Linked DNA regions of Mus musculus: all the other regions are linked to region 3. A link is a contact called in public ChIA-PET, HiChIP or PLAC-seq and promoter capture Hi-C data. All regions are on one chromosome and are shown on one strand. Each heading gives the region's core, a stretch centred on a gene start, on an enhancer-like site or on the middle of the called end of the contact. The rest is flanking DNA. Distances are from core to core; before and after follow the strand shown.

Evidence for each region. Promoter capture Hi-C pulls out the DNA fragments that hold promoters and counts their contacts. ChIA-PET counts read pairs in DNA pulled down with a chosen protein or histone mark. HiChIP or PLAC-seq counts read pairs in DNA pulled down with a chosen protein or histone mark.
Region 1: a promoter capture Hi-C map of pre-B cells shows a contact between it and region 3, with 4 times the contacts expected there. The contact joins the promoter of Mfsd4b1 here to the enhancer-like site in region 3. A contact is called at or near these places in 3 of 39 promoter capture datasets (the 3T3-L1 cell line, hippocampal neurons and pre-B cells), 3 of 115 datasets of contacts at active chromatin or transcription factors (T-cell acute lymphoblastic leukemia, double positive thymocytes and memory CD8 T cells) and 2 of 9 other capture datasets (adipose tissue and liver).
Region 2: a contact with region 3 is called in an RNA polymerase II ChIA-PET map of memory CD8 T cells, with 98 read pairs. The contact joins two enhancer-like sites. A contact is called at or near these places in 2 of 39 promoter capture datasets (erythroid cells and neural stem cells), 1 of 15 datasets of contacts at CTCF or cohesin (the NIH/3T3 cell line), 15 of 484 Hi-C or Micro-C datasets (CD4 T cells, CD8 T cells, the MNK3 cell line and 9 more), 27 of 115 datasets of contacts at active chromatin or transcription factors (the 230-238 cell line, the HPC-7 cell line, the SCID.adh cell line and 21 more) and 2 of 9 other capture datasets (adipose tissue and liver).
Region 4: a FOXA1 HiChIP or PLAC-seq map of pancreatic cancer cells shows a contact between it and region 3. The contact joins two enhancer-like sites. A contact is called at or near these places in 1 of 15 datasets of contacts at CTCF or cohesin (the NIH/3T3 cell line) and 1 of 115 datasets of contacts at active chromatin or transcription factors (pancreatic cancer cells).

Annotation. Positions count from the first base shown.
Region 1 is chr10:40,023,771-40,026,830 of GRCm38.p6, forward strand. It overlaps Mfsd4b1 (major facilitator superfamily domain containing 4B1), which reads right to left and starts at 1,498. Exons shown (of 4, transcript NM_144821.4): 1 at 1,123-1,498. The coding sequence starts at 1,146.
Region 2 is chr10:40,231,002-40,234,286 of GRCm38.p6, forward strand. It overlaps Rpf2 (ribosome production factor 2 homolog), which reads right to left. Exons shown (of 10, transcript NM_023323.3): 7 at 2,107-2,206. Among named protein-coding and RNA genes, the nearest start is that of Rpf2, 14 kb to the right of the region's middle. Within about 2 kb of position 1,655, at least 58 of the 459 cell types and tissues checked have an H3K27ac peak or open chromatin away from gene starts, as enhancers often do. A contact at or near this core is called in CD8 T cells, the HPC-7 cell line, the SCID.adh cell line and 5 more, where this site is marked.
Region 3 is chr10:40,526,072-40,529,240 of GRCm38.p6, forward strand. No RefSeq gene overlaps it. Among named protein-coding and RNA genes, the nearest start is that of Slc22a16, 43 kb to the right of the region's middle. Within about 2 kb of position 1,755, at least 118 of the 459 cell types and tissues checked have an H3K27ac peak or open chromatin away from gene starts, as enhancers often do. A contact at or near this core is called in CD8 T cells, the HPC-7 cell line, the SCID.adh cell line and 9 more, where this site is marked.
Region 4 is chr10:40,092,971-40,096,148 of GRCm38.p6, forward strand. All of the region lies in intron 1 of Slc16a10 (solute carrier family 16 (monocarboxylic acid transporters), member 10), which reads right to left. Among named protein-coding and RNA genes, the nearest start is that of Gm25613, 15 kb to the right of the region's middle. Within about 2 kb of position 1,926, at least 70 of the 459 cell types and tissues checked have an H3K27ac peak or open chromatin away from gene starts, as enhancers often do. A contact at or near this core is called in pancreatic cancer cells, where this site is marked.

The DNA.
Region 1 (3,060 bases), core at 248-2,747, 500 kb before region 3:
AACTTGACTTTCTTGTTCTGTCTTTAAGTCCTGACTCAGATGTTCCTGCAACATCACTTTGTATAAAGAAGAAGCAAAAATGAACTTTTCCAGCTTTTTCTTTTTAATAGGAGTAACAAGACCTACAGGCTAATAAATTGGAACTTAGAAGAAATCCCTTAACTAAAGCTTCTAATTGACTTACATTTCAAGAACTACCGATTCTAATTGTACCATTGTGCTCCAAAGTTAATTGTGCACCTTACCTAGACAGCATTGGTACGAACCAGAGTGAGCGCAGGTTCGCAATAAGTAGCTCACACACGAAGAGTGAAAACACTTCACGTCTTCCAAAGACTCAAAACCCAGCCCAGGGAGCGAGCGCTCAGTAAGCATCTGCAGGGATTTCTTTATCCCGTCCCATTAGTACAATCTAAGAAATGAGTGTGGCTCAGAGTCTAGAAGAGAGTAAGCTATTCTCCTCTGGGGACTCACCCTCTCGACCCTGTTGGCCTACAACCATGAAGTGATAGGGAATGGGGAGCTTTGCCACAAACACTGAATTGGGGGTAGCTCCAGGATCTGTAAAAAGCGCATACAGCCTTGTACTTTGCTCCATGAAAATCACTTATACAATGGAAGTTAGTTTGAAGAGGGCTGTACCAGAGTAAGGGCTGCGCTTGACTCAACCGCTTAAACATTTGTATGAACAAGAAAAAGTCATTTTGCTCTTGCCATTATATCTGTAAAATCTGTAAAAATCAAGCAGTTGGTGTAATTTAATCAAGCCACTAGAAAGAGAGCCCCCACCCCAGCCAAGTATTTCTCTGTATAATAATTAAGGTGTAGGGGACAGTGGCTACAGATCCTGGCATTCTCTTTTTTTGTCTCCCTAGTACTAAGAGGAGCCCTACAAAGATAGATTGTAGGGGGAAATCATGTTAGGCAAAAATCACCCGCGCTCTTGACAGTGACCCTCGGTGATTAGAATAGTGCCTATGTGTTAAGCGGATGAAACTGAAGCCCCAGCGATCAAGGTCACACAACATGCAGGCAGCGAATGTGAGAGTCCAGCTGGGAAGGGCAGGTCCCCTGCAGGAGGCTCGCGCCCCAGCCTGGGAGGGGTGCAGCCTCGGCTCTCACCAGCCCCAGGAAGGCGGCATACATGACCGCGGTGGAGAACCAGCGCAGCACGCTCCTGGTCCGGCCACTCCGCCGGGAAGCCACCGTGGCCTGCTCGCTCTCCGCCCGGGTCTCCGCCTGGTGGAGCCTCTGTGCCGCAGCCACCGGCCCGACGCTCCCGGTCTTCACGTCCAGCTCCAGCTTGGCGGCTGCGGAGAGCTACTGGGGGCCGGTGCACCCTCTGGGGCTCGGCACTCAGGCTCCTCCAGTCTCCGAGGTCCCTCCTGATAGCACTGTCCCCAGGGACCGTCCTGACTCAAGACCTCCGGCGGCTGGACTTCGACCCTGGCCCCAGCTGGCCACCGAGTTATGTTCACTCTCCATCTTGCAGAATCGTGGCGGTTCCCGTGACAGAGTCAGGCCACTAGCCAACCTGGAGTCAAACCGGAAGTCATGGTGGTTGCCTAGGAAACGGAGCTCAGCGCGTGTTAGAGCTGCTACTGCAGCCTAGCTACTGCTTCTATAAAGTGTGCTGCTAACTCTTGAGGGAACACGCCAGTGCTAGCTGGGAGGTCGTCTTTACACGCCCCACCCCTACCCTCCGTCCACACCTGAGCTTTCCAGGTCTTTTATTCAACTTTCAGGCTAGTGATACCTGCTGAAGCTCCGGAATAGGCTCCTGGAGCCACATCAATCCTCCCCACGCTCCTTTCTCACCTTAGCCCGGGTGTCCAGAGAGAATCCAAGCACAGAGAGAACATACAGTTCCCCAAGATCAGTCAGCAATCACGGGCCTAGTCAACGGCCAAATAGCTCAAGACACATGTGTGGGTTCAAATTTGTGGTTTCAAAAGCACGGCAGTTCAAATTTCCACAAATGATTAGAGCCTGGCAATGCCTGAGAAAGGCTGTACAGCTGTCGGGATTTGTTCCGTTTGCTATACTCAAGTTACACAACAATGTAACTTTATCATCTATCTGAAAAATGCTCTTTCCACCTGAAAACCTCCTTGATCTCTGTATTACTGATCACTTATACCGAGAAAAACATTCTTTCATAAGATGGTCAAGAAGAAAGCTGGAAGAATGTTTTGTTTTGTTTAAAACAAACAAACAAAATCAACCATGTTCCTGTAAATTATCCACTTGGAGAAAACCTGACTTCTGTTAAAGGTTGCTTATTATCTGATAAATTTTAATTTTAATTACAGAACAAGTCATTATGTTTAATGGCATTTTAAAAAGGCTAAAAGTTTGTAATCTGTGATGTCATTTAATCTAGTAGATATTGACATACCAGAACATGCTGACCACTCAGGTCACTGAGAAAATCAGGAAAATAAAAAATACGACAAAAAGACAAAATGTTACTGGCCTGTAAAAGAAACATTTATTTCCTCATGATGGGATGGGATGAAAAGAGAGCCATACACAGCTGTGCGAATACACAGCTTGGGCTGAGCCCACGGATTTCCGTTCTCTGTTCTATGTATCCCTAGCCCTAGGCCTGGAAACTTTTAGCCTAGATACAATCTAATCTAGAATGCTTTAGATTTGCTGCTGCATAAACTCACCCTTTCCAGTTCTTTCTGAACTCTGGCTGGCTGGTTCAACTCAGCTCTTCTGGCTCAAACTCCTCTCCAAGCTGACTGATTCAATCTGGCTTCTCTCAGCTTCCCACTGATTCGCTCTGCTTGGCCTCTAACAATTTGGCAATTTGTTCTAATCTTCTGGCTCCTTATTTTCTGGCTCTGCTGGCCTGCATGCACTGCACAAATGGAACGGAACTCATGAATGAACTCTGCTGAACTCAACTGCACTGCAGGAGTTGAACGGACTAAGCTGATTCACTCCCTCTGGCCCAGCCCCAGTCTCTTCGATGCTCCTTTCCTGTCAGTTGGGTGCATCCTATCTCTGGCTCATTCTGTCAACTCTTTCTCTGATTCATCACTTTGTCTG
Region 2 (3,285 bases), core at 405-2,904, 300 kb before region 3:
TCTGAGTTTCAAGGCCAGACTGAGCTACACAGCAAGTTCCAGGCCAGCCAGGGATATAGGAGGCCAGTCTAACAACCAAACTAAAACAGAAGAACGAGCATGGCTCACTAAGAGTTAAGTCCTCTATTGGCAAAAGAGCGCAGGTGTGCTTCCACGAACAAGGCCCTGAGCTCCCAAAGGGAAATAACAGCCTGAGATGGTCTGTGTGTGGCCAGAGTCCCCAGTACAGAGCAAAGGAAAACGCCCAGCACTTCACATGGACTGGATGGGCTCAGACAGGTTTCCTAGAGAAGAACCCGAGAGAGTGCTAGGAATGTGGTAAGGAAGGATGAAGCTAGCTGGGATGGCAGCCTTCCTCTTAGCACGCTGAAGAATATAAGGCCAGTGTGAGCTACAGCAAGAAGCTGCCTAAACCAACCAATAAACACACACAAAGCGTGACTCCAGAAAACGTAAGAGGAACAGTTACAGCTAACTTACTTTCTGTCTTTCCTTCCTTGCCTGCTTGCTTGCTTTTTGTTTTTCAACAGGGTTTCTCTGGGAAGGGTTTGTTGGATGTCCTAGAGCTCACTCTGTAGACCAGACTGGCTTCAAACCCAGAGATCTGCCTGCCTACAGGAATGGTCCACCACTGCCCAGCTGTAACATATTTTCAACAAACCAGTTCTTTAAAGAAGAAATTGGGGGTCTGAAGAAATGGCTCCCATAGTAAGATCATAACTCTACCAGAGGACCTGGGTTTGATTCCCAGCACCTGCATGGCTGCTCCCATCTGTCTGTAATTCCATTCCCAGGGTATCTGATGTTGTACTCTTTGGCCTCCACCAGCATGAGACATGTATATAATGCACAAACATACATGCAGACAAAACACCCACAAATTATATAAAACAATCTTTTAAAAGATACTAAAGAAAACAAGTTACAATAAACTGACTCACTAAGTTATTATAAGCTAACTCACTCCCTACTGTGCTTTGCAGATAACATTTTAAAAGCATGTTATACGGTACTTATATTATGAAGGGCATTATATACAAAACTTTGGGATTTCAGAGTTGGGAATTAATGATATTTTACAATCTTAAGTTTTAACTGACCACAGATTTCTAAATGTAACTCCACAATGCCAGTTATGAGGGCATAGGGCTGCGCTCTACACAAGGCTTTAGAACAAACAGACTTGAGATTCCTATACCACCAAACTCATCACAGCTGTGAGACGGCTCAGCAGGCTACAATGCTTGCCACCAAGCCAACCTGTATTTAATCCCTGTGACCCATATGGTGGAGTACCAACTCAACATGAGCGTGCCCCAGCCCCCACATACAAACAAAAATGTAATTAAAAAAACAAACAAACAAAAAACCAATACCCTACAAAGTCTAGCATCCCATTAACTAGGAAATAACTAAGTACTTTCTGGCTGGGAAAATGACAGATAGGGTTGGGCACAGGTGCAGTCCTGTGATCCCAGGACTCAGAAGGCAGAGATCAGAAACGGAGCTGTGGAAGGAGTGTGGAGAGGCTGGGCCTGCCCAGGTAGAGGAGCCCTAGACACCACACGCAGAGCTTGCCAGGCCACTCTAGAACAAGTTTAGAAGACGACAACGCTGAGAGCTTTCAGCAGGAACACAGATTGTCCACGGTACAGGAAGTGGGCAGGAGGCCGTTAGCATGACAGCTGACAGCCAGGCAGGCTGCTCTGCCCTCAGAACCTGAGTGAGGGGGAGCAATGAAGAACTATCTTGCTTGGTGGAGAGGCTTTAAGACAAGAGAATGAGGTGGAGTGGCATGGCCCCTTAGCCCCGGCATTCAGGAAGAGAGGCAGTTAGTTCCCTGAGTTTGAGGCCAGCCTGGTCTCAACAAACTATAGAGTTCCAGGACAGCCAGGATGCAGAGAAATCCAGTCTTAAAACAAACAAACAAAGCGAGAAACAAAAGCAAAAAATACCACTCATCCAGAGTCCAGGGAGAAGGAGCATAAAGATATGATGAGAGTTTACAGTCTGCTCAGAAAAACAATGTGAACAAGATTAACCACACAGAAAAGGCAGATCTCAAAAACAGCAATTGTTAACAAGGTGAGTTCTACTAGCACTTACCAATAAGAAGATTTTTTAATCTTCTGAAGTCTTCTGTTACATCAAAATCATCACCAGCAAATATCAACATCGGTTTTGTTCCCTCGGGGCACTTACTAGTCTATGAGATTAAAGACAAAACAAACAAGTGTAATTATATAAGTACCAAAATCTAGAGAATCTATGCTATTTTTAAGATAGTCAATATGTATTAAAACAATCTCAAAATTTTTACACATATGCTATCTCATTCTTGTTGCTACATCCACAACTGAGGATCAAGACAGTAACTGATCCGGTAAATCAGTGTCACGTTATGCCTTGAATCCACACGTCCATCCAGTGTGAGACCTTTGAGCTTTGGAAGCAGGAGTTGCTGACCACACAGGGAGTTGGTAAAAGCCTTTTTCCAACCCACAGGAAAAGGACATTTAGTTATACTAGACCTTCAAGGTCTGTCCCCTTTTTAGAGGAGAGCTGAAGAGATGAACAATATGCATATACTATAACACAATATTATAATATATAATATAGTATACTATAATTTAACACATATCACAAGCCTTGAAAATGCACCAGCTCAGCTGGGCACAGTGCATCATGCCTGTCACCCCAGCACTTTTGGGAAGTAGAAGCAGAAAGATCAGAAGTTCAAACTCAGCCCTGGTCACATAGCAAGTCTGAATCCAGCCTGGGTTAATTAAAACCCTTCTTAATGCAGGCAACACACAAAACCCCCACTGAGTTATATAACTTTCCATTACACACACTATTTTTTCTCTCTATGCTCTTAAACCTAATCTTGAGTTTTACCTACCACATGTATGTTACCATATGTTAAACAATGAAACCCCTTTGGGCTTCAATCACCCAATGTAAATGGAAAACTGGGCCTGATGGCGGTCAGATGACGGGCCTTTAATCCCAGCACTTGGATGGCAGAGGTAGGGAGCTCCAGGACAGCCAAAGCTCATAGTGAGCCCTGTCTCAAAAACAGAGACAAACAGAAACCCCACCAGCCAGGGAAACTGCCTTGATCTCACACCTGTAAGGTGACGGCAACGTTTGACAGGACAATCTGAAGTGACACTCTTGCAGCCTTTCTAGGCTGTCTTACCACACCTTGCTACTTCCTACTTCACAATCCTATTCAAACAAGTAGTACACTGTAGGTTCCCAAGGGAGGTTATGCTAGTAATT
Region 3 (3,169 bases), core at 505-3,004:
CCCAAGGAACATCCACAGAGAAAAGATTTTATGCAAACAGATGGTCTGCGTGATCCTGTATCCATCTTCCCCATTCAGAAAAGCCTCCTATCTGCTCTCCTTAGAGATCCCTGGGAATCTGTTTCCAGGGCCTTCACAGACCCTCAAGTTCTTTGTATTCTCGTAAGCACTTTGGTCTGCCTCCAGGTTGTTTGTAATACAGGATACAGGGTAAATGGGAGGGTCCAGGCAGCACCACTCCAGGAAAAGTGACAAGAAGCCAAATACAGTCAGAGGCAGGGTTTCCTCCTCCGTAGGTTTTCATTCTACCGTGGGGTCCATGTACAGACAGGGCAGGGTAACTGTGCTTCTCTTCATCGTTACATTACTGCTTTTTGGCTTCGACTGTGGGCAAGATCTGTGGCTTGCTGCTAGGCAGAATGCTGTACAGCGGATGGCTGCACCGGTGATTACATGACTGTTACATAAGAAACTGTGCCCATCTAGCTGGAGAATCTGGCTTTGTGGCATCAAGAGATCACATGTCTAGGAGCTTGATGGCAGCCATTGAGACTCCAAGCAGAGGAGCCTGGCCCATGGGAATCGGGAGATAATAAATGTGGGCTGTGTCAAGGCACAAGGCACTGATTATAACATTATCGCTCAGAAATTAACAGGCAGAGCAGTTATCTTTAAATTTTTTAGATTTGGGACTGCTGAGATGGCTCAGTAGAGGCGATTTCCCTGGTGACCTGAGTTCCATCCCCAGGACCCAAGGAGAGAACGGATTCTGCCCAATTGTCCTTTGACACACCCTCCCGTCACACACACCAATAATTATACATTTTTAAAAGTTACAGACTTATAAAATCTGACTCTTGTGTTTAAGTCACTGGCTGCTTTCTAGTTAATCTTTACAGACAATGTGAGGATGGGAGGCAAGATTCTCTCTTCCTCCTCCTCTTCCTCCTTCTCTTTTGAAACAGTGAATCTCTATGTAGTCCTGTCCAGTCACTCCAATCCGGCCCCCAAAAGTTCCGGACTACTCTTGGTGCAGATCTATCACAGCTTTCTTTTGCCCTGTGGTCCCTAGCTGAAAGCCATCAGTGACTTCCCACCTTTAGCTTCCTCAGTCCTGAGTCACTTGTCCCCAGGACTGGCAATTTCCTGGGACACACACCACACTCTGAGAGGTCAGAGGAAGATCCTGTTTAGACTAGGTGAGAGGTGAGCCATCATTCTTTGTGGGTAACAGCGCCTCTCTGTAAGTGTGCCATGGTCTTCCCAGGGAGTTCTGGTCTCTCTAAAAAAAATGTAAGGTTTGGCTGCACACTTCAGTCTGAATGTTACAACTTCAGGTAATTTCAGGTAGACTTTCCAGTTACTCTTTAGAAAGTGATGCCGGGGAAGGTAGTCCACAACACTGCTAGTACAGCGAGTACAAATATTGCTACCATCTTCTTCCCAGGACAGCTGAGTTCTAGATTCTTCTGAAGGCTACAGAAGTCTATCTGCAGTGCAGTCGCAGGACACAGGACTGCCTTGTCCTGAGTGGCAGGGAAAATCGAGGAATGTTGAGGGACAAGGACCCTGCCCCCTCAGCAACATTTTCTGAGTACCTTCTGTATGTGGGTGTGGTTTCTATGAGTTCAGAACCCACTTCCGGTGGGGGCTTCCAGGCTGCAGAAGAAAAGCGGGACATCGGACATGGTATTGCCCTGGGGCAGCTTTGTGCAGAAGGTTGCTATGAACACAGGAAGTGCTGCTGACACACAGTTGCCCTTGCAGAGAGGACTGAAGGCACACGTGAGCAGGCGACCAGCACATTCTTTCAGAGTTAATAAAGTGGCTAGAAAAAACGAGGTCTCCCACATTTTGTATTTCTGTAAAGAAAAAAGGTGATAGTGTGGATCATTTTACAACTGTTTGGGACACTTTTTGTTAAAATAAAAGTTACAGTATATGCGTATGCACCCTGCTCTTATGCAGTTCTGTTTTACCAGCCAGCAGCACAGACCCAATAGGAAAATTTTAAGTTGGTAATGTATTTTTTAAATGGCTGATAAAAACAATAATTAAAAGGGTAGGGCTCAAGGGCTGGGGCAGGGGGTGGTAAGGTACTTGATCTTCAAGCACAAGGACAGGAGTTCTAATGCCCACTACTCATGTAAAAGCTGGGTGTAGCTATGTGGGTCTGTAACTGCAGCCCCTGGCATTGACAGAGGCAGAGACAGGTGGATTCTGTGGACTTGTCTGCTGTGGGACTGTGATAGGCAGTCTATTTTGGTTGAATGGGGCTTGCTTCAGCAACCCAGTAGGAAACTCTACAAGGGATGGAAAAGCAAGCCATGTTCCCAGAATTTGGTGCCTGAAACCACAGAGCCTCCAACTCCATAAAATTCTGTGACTACCAATCACACAGACAATGCCCCAAGCTTCTGGCATTCTGGCTAGACTCCACCCCAACAGTTACCTGACTATAGCCAGGTATGCTCCTCCCCACAGTTACACAGTGATAGCCCAGCCCACTATAAGAGGGGCTGCTTGGTCCCTCCTTGCTCTCTTTAAGCTTTCACCTTTCTTACTCTCTTCTCTAGCCCTCTTTCTCTCCCCCCCCCGCCACCCCCCCCCCCCGCATGTGTCCATGGCCAGCCTCTCTCTTTCTACCTTTTCTCCTTCCCCCTGCCTTCTACAATAAAGCTCTAAAACCATAGACTTGTCTCTGCTCATCAAGGCCTGCCGTGCTTGAACGATCGGATAGGCTTTCTCCTAATGAGCCATGTCTAAACTCCCGCTGGACAGTCTTCCTGCACTCCAGCCCATGTGGGAACCATCAAGCGCCTTCTCCCCTTGCCCTCTGCTCACTTCGGCCCTGGGGCTCAGGGCTGTCCCGGGGTCCTTATTCTGTTCTCAGCTCTTCTGAGGTTTCCATTGGTGTATGGGATACCCGAAGCTGGGAACCTGGTGCCTAGGACTGCCCCTTGTCCACCACCCACAGAGCTGGGGTCCATGGCTTCACACAGCTAGACACTCACCCAGGGCTGCGTGGAAAGCGTGCGGCAGTCCTCCCTCATCTGCCCACCCAGAGCACCGGAACTCTGATGGGACACGGGCTCTCTCCCACTCCCCTCTTCCCCCCACACCCACAGCCCCACAGTCTTCCAGTTATTCTGGCCAAAATGGTTTAAGC
Region 4 (3,178 bases), core at 676-3,175, 430 kb before region 3:
GTATTTTGAGTGTTTGTTGTCATTTGGCTAGGTTTGGTTTTAGTTTTTGGAGGGGGTTGTTCCGTTTTTAATTAACTCATTTCATGTGGATGGGTGTTTTGTCTGCATGCAGGTCTGTGTACCATGTGCATGCCTGGAGCTGCAGAAGCTATAAAAGGACATCAGATCCCCTGAAACTGGAGTTAGCTGCCATGTGAGTACAGGGAACTGAACCTGTGTCTTCTGGAAAAAGCAGGCAGCAGTCTTAGCCACTAAGCCCCCTCTCCAGCCCCTTGTTTTGTTTTGTTTTGTTTGAGACAAGGTTTCACTGTTTAACCCTGGCTAGCCTAGAAGTCACTATGCAATCCTAGTGGCCTTAAACTTGTGCTGAGACCCTCAACTGTTTTTGCCTTGCAAATGCTGGAATTACAAATGTGGTCCCAAAAACCAGAGAATTTTGAACAGATTATTTGGGGCAGAAGTCAAGTAAGCTAGAAACAATCTCAAGGTATTGCTAGGTTTGACCACTACTTGCTGGAAAGAACTCCTTTCAACAGAGCCGAGAAATATAACAAATACTTTTTCTGAAAAAGATACCTCACATTTATAATTTTGGATGTTATAAAATTTAAAAAGCAACACAGTATGTTGTGATAGTATGGAAAGCACAAATAGGAACCCAAAGAACAAATTAAAAACAACTATCCTGATATTGTGCAAGTAGAGATTTGTAACACAAGAACCTTCCTCATCCATTGACCTCTGACCCAGTCAGGACCTCTTCCATCAGAGCCAAAGCAGGAACTGTCCCCAAAGTCTCAGTGGCTGCTCTGGGGTAAAGGCCTAGCCTTTGGTAGAAGAAGCTAAGTCTGCTTAAGAAGCCCCACTGGGCTTCTGCTGTCTTTCTTAGTGACCTGTCCTCAGGGGCTCCAAATTCTATTCTTATCAATAACATAAACATACCAGGCAAGGCCTGGAAGAAGGGTTTGCAGCTGACCAGCTCACTTCTAACTCATACCAGCCTCTTCCTTAAATGAAGAGGGAGATACTGATGTCCACTAATGTTGGTTATGACAACTGTAATGGTTTTACAGCTTTTGGGGGGGTGGGAAGGTTAGAGACAGGGTTTCTCTGTGTGGCCCTGGATATCCTGGAAGTAGATCTATAGAGCAAGCTGGACTCGAACTCAGAGATCTGTCTGCTTCTGCCTCCCCATTGCTAAGATTAACGGTGTGTGCTACCACTGACTAGCTGACAATTGGAATTTATTTAATGCACATGATGTCAGACAGAGTCAAGATGCTTTCTATTACCTATCTTAGCCTGTGTTGTGTTGCAATGACAGGAAAACATGCACTAGCTGCCAGGGCATATACTAGAGGGAGACTGTGTCTCCAAACCCTAACAGATGAACTCAGGGGAATAAACACGAACCATAACATTAAGCCATTTAAGTCATTTAAAGAGGTACCTGCCCAGATGAGAAAACATTCACACAAACGTTGAGTATAGTGAGGCTGGAATTTGAGTAGAGTACCTCATTTAGTGTATGTTAAATTACCTTTTAACTGATTTAACCAAACACCTTCACACAGCCCAATTAAGATAATGTGATAGATTCCGTTGAAGGATATCTGTAGAGAAAGTCTAAGTTTAAAAATCCAAAATATAACCATATAGGCATATTATTTAAAAAATACAAAAATAAGAAATATGAAGATAAGCATGAGAAATAAATGAGTTAAAAGCTGTTGCCTTTGTAATAGGACTTCTGGAGAAAGCAGCAAGGCATAGGCTCTCTAGAAACCTGATCCTTTTTTACTACAAGTACATACAATCACTAATCCTATAAAGTAACTTATCAGGGGGAGAGAGGGCTCTGTGGCTAAGAGCAGTTACTGCTCTCTCAGAGGACTGGATGTATAATCCAGCACCCCGCACTGAGTGATTCACAAATGTCTCCAGCTCCAAGGAATCCAACCCCACCCTCTGGGGTGCGATGAGCTCATGCTCACATGCACACACACAAAATCAACATTTTGTAAAGAAACCTGTCATCAATGGTAGTGAACCAATCAAGGCCTATGACTAAGTCTCTAAAATCACATGAACACAGCAGTACAACTACCTAACAAATAACACAAAGAGAGCACTACTCTTCAGGGTCATAAAAATATAGCTCATGATTGGAAACTGTGATCAAAATGCCTAGGAACAGATTGAATTTGTAGATCAACTATACAAGACACAGGCAGATTCCTTGAGACAAATCAAAGCATAGCTTCCCCTGGCTGGGGCAGACGTGTGCCCCTAGCTGGTCTGCCTGGGCCACAATCACATTAATCTTTAATTAATAGATTGCTTTGTGGAATTTCAGAACGCCATAAAGTTTATCTTGCTATCCCTACATGTGTGGCTTTAAAAGTTGAAAATGAATATTCTACCTTGCCAGCCATGGAACAATAAAGACTAACTGAGGTTACTTGAGCTACACTGTTCTCCCATTCAAGAGAAAGGTGAAGGCTGGTGATTACTTTAAAGGGTTTACTTGAGTACAAGTAATTTAAGTAGGTCAGGACAAATTCCAAGGTAAACTTCCTGTTATTCTCAAACCACTGTCCCTTCTGCATCCCAGCAGAGCTACGTAACATTTATTAAGTGTTCATTATGTACCGAGCCCTACTTCAGAGCTTTATATGCGTTTGTATCTGTATTTATAGTTATTATATGTGTTTAATCCTTACAACTCTCTTCTGGGGACCTGGAGCCCCGTGCATGCTAGGCAAGTACTCTACCACTGAGCTACACCACAGCCCCAACCAAGGCTTTGCTTGAGTCAGGGTCTCACTCTCAGTCTGCTTCATTGTCACTGAAATGACCAAGCTGGCCTCAAACTTGTGATTCTCCTGTCTCTGTGTAAGTGCTAGGATTATAGACCTGTGTCCTCCACCCCAGCTCTCACAACAATCCATGTCAAAGTATTCTAACCTCCATGGAGATGATGAAACTGAGGCAAAGCATGTGTTAAGTAACTTGCCCAAGACCACAAAAACTAGAAGCAAGGGATTTACTAGTCTGGAATCATATGCTACCCATCAGAGGCAGCCACCTTCTATAAAAGGTCACAATAAACCTCTGGAGACACTCTTAGGTCTCTTCCTAAAATAGACATGCACAAACAAGTCTTAATTAAGAAAAT